Linked DNA regions of Anas platyrhynchos: region 2 is linked to region 1. The links are chromatin contacts, called in public Hi-C maps. All regions are on one chromosome and are shown on one strand. The core of a region is the stretch at or near the end of the contact, and the rest is flanking DNA. Distances in the headings are between cores, read along the strand shown.

Region 1 (2,857 bases), core at 218-2,717:
GATAGCATGGCTCCAGTGGGGAGAGATCTTGATGTACTGCAATCCCAGAGAGAGGATATAAAACGTTTCCTGAAAAAATTGGAAGATCTTATAATGAATAATGAAAATGCTAATAAAAACTGTAAAATGATGCTAGCCACAGAAGCTGAAGCTTCTCCTGATCTTGTTGGTATAAAGCGAGACTTGGAAGCATTAAATAAACAGTGCAACAAGCTCCTAGACAGAGCAAAAGCCAGGGAAGATCAAGTGGAAGGTACAATTAGCCGTGTTGAGGAATTTTACAGTAAGTTAAAAGAATTTTCCAGTCTGCTTGGGAGAGCTGAAGAGCACGAAGAATCACAAGGTCCTGTTGGAATGGAAACAGAAACCATCAATCAGCAGCTGGATACGTTCAAGGTAGGAACATTTCTCTCTTAACTGCTATCGTGTGTTTTACCACAATGCATTTTTTTATTCAGTATCAGTGTGAAAATGATTGGTAAAATCATTTGAGACCTTGGACAAGTCTTCTCTCACATCAGTCAGTTCTACCTGTATGCATTTTATCTATTTTAAATAGTATATCTTCTCTTGCTTCTTCTGCTATCAATTACTAGACATTGGTGTCTTTGCAACCCAATTTTTGCAGTTCCTTTAACCCAGGTCTCCCTCTCTTCCTCTCTTCCCAATCTTACTTCTTTGTGCAATCCATCTGCCTTTCCGGTTTTTGAGAACTCCATATTGTTTCTGTTCCGCTGTCCATGTATCACACAAACTTCCTTTTCCATGTGGTGTGAATTTAGGCTCTGGTGTTCACATACCACAATCCATACTTGCTTCATTTACATGAGTAGCTTTCTTTTTTTTTTTTCTCTTTTTTTTTTTTTTTTTTCACATGGGTAGAGGCAGCAGTGTCTGAGAGTTTAACACCTTACCACTGTCCAGTTTTACCTCATCGAATCCAATCCTTACCTAGAAATATACTGATAAGAAGAATTCAAGTTAAATGAAACTCCTTTTACAGAAGGAGCTTGTTGTAGCATCCTTATCCAAGATGCACTTGGGAGCCTCTGTGCGTAGCTTTTTTAATATGCCAGCTGGCGACCGTTGTCCAGCTCAGAAAAATACATTGCAGCAATACTGGGTGTAAAGTGTAAGGGTGCTTTAGTGCTGAAACGAAGTGCAGATCTTTGCAGATTTTAGGCTACAAGAAATGAATTTGCAGTGCTCACTGGGAGGGTTTATAAGTTACACAGGTGTAAGCGGTGCTTGAAAAAGCTCCTAAATCTCCCACTGGCTGTGTAGTAGCACTCAATCTCATGTGCTGCTTTGGATTCATTCCGATCTAATATTGGTTCAAATGTTTGTGTGACTTGTAAATTAGTACGCAGTTAATCCTAAAACAATCCTGCACAACGTGATTTGATAAACCATGCCGGTGGAGAGACCGCCTTGGAGAAAAAGTAATGACATGCTTGGCCCAACAGAGGGGGCCTTTTGCTTGTGCAGACTAAACCGTGTTGGAGAGGCAAACCGAAGGCTGATGGTTCAGTCTGGGAGTTGCAGCTGAAAGTTCCTATCGGTTGCAATGATCTTTTAGAGTGCATAGAGACAGAAATCTGGAACAAATGGTTACGTTTTTAAGAGATTCCATTAGATTGTGCCTGTTAAATTTGTATGCTAACCTATCTCAAGCTAAAAGGGAAGCAAATGGCTTATCTTTGTATATGGTTAGTAAAACACTTGGGAAATTGGAACATAACATAGTCGGTGCAGTTTCCTAGGCATTGACTTGGTGTCGTGCTTTGTAAGGTCAATGGAAAAGATGCTCAGCTGTTGCAAAATTCAGGAATGAGATCCTTGTCTGGCCTGTGCAGGAAGAGTGTCCCTGTAACCAAAGAGTGGTAAAAAGACCCCAAAAAAAAATGAAGAAGGGAAAGGAAAGTAGCGATAGCAGCATGTTTATATGTGTGCTCCAGGATTGTATTTATATAAGATATTTGTAAGCTTAGAAGTGTACTTAGAAGTGCAGTAATAAAATCAGAGTGTTTGACAAGTGGAAGTAGGGAGAACAGAACAGGGAGTGTTACTGGGTGACTGTAGGTACCAAAGGCATGCTGAGTTGGGGAGTGTGGGGTCAACGATCCCTCTCCTAATCTGTGAGCACTACTGGCACGCATGGCAGCAAAATGACAGTAGCTGTTGTACCTCTTCATACTTCTTGTCCTTCCAGAGAGCAGTTTTACCCAAGGCAGCAAACTGTAGGCTCCCATCAGTCTTGCTCCACTTGTGGTGCTCTTGCTCACGCGTTTGTGCACGTAGGCAGACACACACAACCTGAAAATGTGGCTCTGGCCACAAAACCCCAGTGTAGCTCCTTATGTCTTTAGCTCCTGTGGTCAAGCACAAGCAACTTCTGTTCCTCAGGAGCAAAGCAAAATGCTCCTTGGTAGATAGATTTATCCACATGATGTCTGCAGTCTCTTCAGGGAAGGATCTGGTGTAATGGGCCAGAGGTGGTTTTTGTGGTTTGACTAGTTTTTATGCATAAGAGCAGAGCTTTGTGCGTCTTCTTGGCATGACATTAAAATGCAGAGTTATTTAAAAAAACAAACAGACTTGGAGTAGTATTTTATATATATATTGTTATATACACACATCCATATTTGTTTTATTTATATTCCTTCTTTGTAATCCACTTATTCCAGCCAGGATGGAATGTTAAATCGAAAGTAGTTATTGTCAGTGTTAAACTGCATTTATTTACAATGCAGATATAAAACTTGCTTTCTGTAAATGAAAATCCCCTGTGGAGTTCATTTGAAAGTAGACTTCATTAGACTGTTACTTCACAAACTACACCAGGAAGAGTATAATC
Region 2 (2,989 bases), core at 302-2,801, 110 kb after region 1:
GCTAGGTCATCCAGCTCCAAGAGGAAGTTGCAAATTGGCTTTATATTGAAATATCCTACCTCAGAAGTTTATTAATTTAGGAATAATGCTGCATAAAATTCTGCTCTCCATCAGTGCTTTCCCTTTTCCTGTTTGAAATTGCATCTCAGTAAGAGATCTCCTGTCTAATTTCTATTTTCCCTGAGCCATAAAGAATTTTACCTGCCCCAAAGAACCTGCTGCAAATAATCTGGAATTTAGTGCATGATAACCCTACAGAACAGCCTTGCTAGCTTGCTGCATCCCTCAGCTGCTGTCCTTGCTCTTGCAATTCAAACTGCGCTTCTGCTGTGTGATGATTTTCTTTGCTTTCACTGGCTGCAGTCAAGTGTCTGTCTGCCTTTACCAGGAGCTGATGATACCTTTGTGAGAAACACAGCAAAACCCCTTCTGTTTCTGACAGTTGCTAGATTTGCATAGGCTACCCTGTTCTGAGTTTCCTGTGGTATAACTGGAAATAATTTCATCTTGTTTTCCCTAAAGCCCATTTTCTGGGATTCTCCAGTGCACTCACGCTGTTATCTAAGCATTTAATACATACCTGCACCTAGCTACCTGATAGCTCTTACCTTTGGTTATAACTTTTAAAGTTGTACACTGGATTTTGCCAGGAAAAAATCACCTGTGGGATTCAAATTTCTCACCATAATGATTGCACCATTCCCAATGTGTGCTCCTTTGTGCTCCTCAGTGCTGCAGCACGAGCTCTTGAGCTGACTGTTGAGCACACAGCACCAGAAGCACAACAGTTGTCACCCTTTGGACACCGGCATCTGCTCCCTGCTCCTCCAATGTCACCTCCAGAGCCAGAGACGGTCTGTGGCAAAGGTATCACCAGCTCCATGTAGGGACTGAGCAGATGCTGGAGGTGTAACACAGCCTCCTTTGCTCCCTTCCTGGATCCATATCAGTATGTTGTGCTTCTTTGTTCTGCCTTCTGCCTTATTGTCATTGTAAAAGTCAGTAGGAAATCTCATTTCCAGGAGAATGCCCCAAACATTTGGTAAAGAGAGTGAATATTTTATGGCCTATAAAACACTTGCACACTCTTTAGTTAAAGATCTTTTACAGCTCCTGTGATTTAGACTGAAGACTTTTAGATATTCTGTATTTTCTTATCAGCAATCTTTCCACAGTCAATCTGTTCCTACATGGAAGACTATTATCAGTAACTTTTCATGAGACATCACTGTAAAATTCATATATTTGATATTCAGATTTTACTAAAGAGAACTGTATAAAGTCCATTAAGAGGCACATTAAAATATTTTCCTTTTTGAATCTGGCTTCCAGCTTAGGACACAGACTCCAAGCTATTCCATTAGTACTGCTGACTCCCCTTTATATTAAACTAAGAGCTGAGATAACGTGCACTCATAGCAAATGAATGATGCAAGATGATCAGTGTGCCAATACTGCTGTGCTGGAGATATGAAGTTGGATTTAAACCACTGGTAAATTTATGCAAGCTTTCCAGAGGAGAGCGGACTAGCCGGCTGTGAGGCAGAGCATTGCTACCCTCCTCCTCCCAGTGCGGATGTCATTAGCTCTGGAAAGAATGGGAGCACCACAGAGTTATTTATACAGGAAGCATTGTTTGTTTTAAGGCACGATCTCTGATGTGAAAAATAGTCTCAAACAGTCTAAAAACTTAACTTCCAACTAAAATAAACAAATATGCAATATATTATAAGTCGAACAAAGAAGTACCGAACTTTTCCAAGGTTTTCGTGAAAGCTTTTGTTGGGACAACTCAGTGATGAAGCTATTAAATGAGGAATCTCTTTAGTAAATATTTTGCTGCCCTCCACTGGACCACTAAGAGAAAATCCCCTGCTAGTACATGTGCCACAAAGAAGTGAGATCCTTTTGCTTCAGACACATTTGAGGTACTGTGTTTTACCTGAAGAAGTTAGGTTGAATGTGTGAATATTTTCACTGCTGATTTTATTCTGACATTTCAGTATGAAACAGAGGATGTGGAAGCAAGACTGAGAAACATTAATCTATTTGTTTAAAGCCAAAGAAACGAGGTGTGGTTCTTACCAGGCAACAAAAACTGACCACATGACGATCAAAGCCTGAAGAGCCTGAAACCCGGTGGTAGTTATTCATGTGTGGACGTCCCAAGGTTTTTTCAAATGTTCATGTGATTTGCATTTGTTATCTCAGTATTGTAACTGGAAGGGTTACTACTGAACAGGTTTCAGCTGAAGTTTTAGCTTTAAGGCTGCTTAATAGCTGCCGTGTTGGATTTGATTGATTTCAGTTGACAATTAGACCAAGGCATGCCAATAGTCTGATTCATTTTTTACTTCACTGCTTCTCCAAATGATATCTTTTGCTATTTTTTTTTTTTTTTTTTTTTTTGCAAGTTCTCCCTGAGATAACAAATAATCTGTTGGAAATATGTTGTACTCTTTACTGGTAATTTTAAGAGGAATACATGTAGATCTATCTCTCTTCATTAAAGAGGTACAGGAGACAAAATACAGTCCTCAAACCTATGGACAAATATGCTATGAAAAAAAAAAGGTCACTAATTGTAGTGTTTTAAGTCAAGAAGTTACTGCAACATGCACACTCAGTTCAAGCCTGTAAATCAGGAGTATCAAGGGTGGTATTATTTTTTTTTTTAAACATAATAATTCTCTGGTTTCTCTCATGATTTTATGTTTGGATGTAGGTTGTATATAGTAAAAGTTAATTACCACTAAATTTGGTTAAGGTAAGAGGGAGATTTCTGTTCTGGATGAGAGAATGGGGAGCTTCTGATGAACCACATGATCAAAAGCTGTTGCTTCTTATGGGAGGGATGGGCAGCTCTCATAGCTGAAAGCACAGGCTTGGACATCACATGCTAAAATATCTGGTCTACCAGGAAGAAAGGAATTTTTGAGCATTTTAGGTCTTGATGGGAGCTGACAGTAACTACTACCACATGTATTCC

Evidence for each region. Hi-C and Micro-C count contacts between places; a contact is called where the count stands out from the background.
Region 2: a Hi-C map of subcutaneous adipose tissue shows a contact between it and region 1, with 3 times the contacts expected there. The contact joins two enhancer-like sites. A contact is called at or near these places in 5 of 8 Hi-C or Micro-C datasets (F1 follicle, liver, skeletal muscle and 1 more).

What each region holds. Positions count from the first base shown.
Region 1 is chr3:94,906,119-94,908,975 of IASCAAS_PekinDuck_T2T, forward strand. DST (dystonin) reads left to right here. Exons shown (of 101, transcript XM_072036349.1): 60 at 1-396. Among named protein-coding and RNA genes, the nearest start is that of COL21A1, 150 kb to the right of the region's middle. Within about 2 kb of position 1,468, at least 1 of the 8 cell types and tissues checked has an H3K27ac peak or open chromatin away from gene starts, as enhancers often do. A contact at or near this core is called in subcutaneous adipose tissue, where this site is marked.
Region 2 is chr3:95,014,395-95,017,383 of IASCAAS_PekinDuck_T2T, forward strand. LOC106017074 (a long non-coding RNA gene) reads left to right here. Exons shown (of 3, transcript XR_011808535.1): 3 at 1-2,365. Among named protein-coding and RNA genes, the nearest start is that of COL21A1, 41 kb to the right of the region's middle. Within about 2 kb of position 1,552, at least 1 of the 8 cell types and tissues checked has an H3K27ac peak or open chromatin away from gene starts, as enhancers often do. A contact at or near this core is called in subcutaneous adipose tissue, where this site is marked.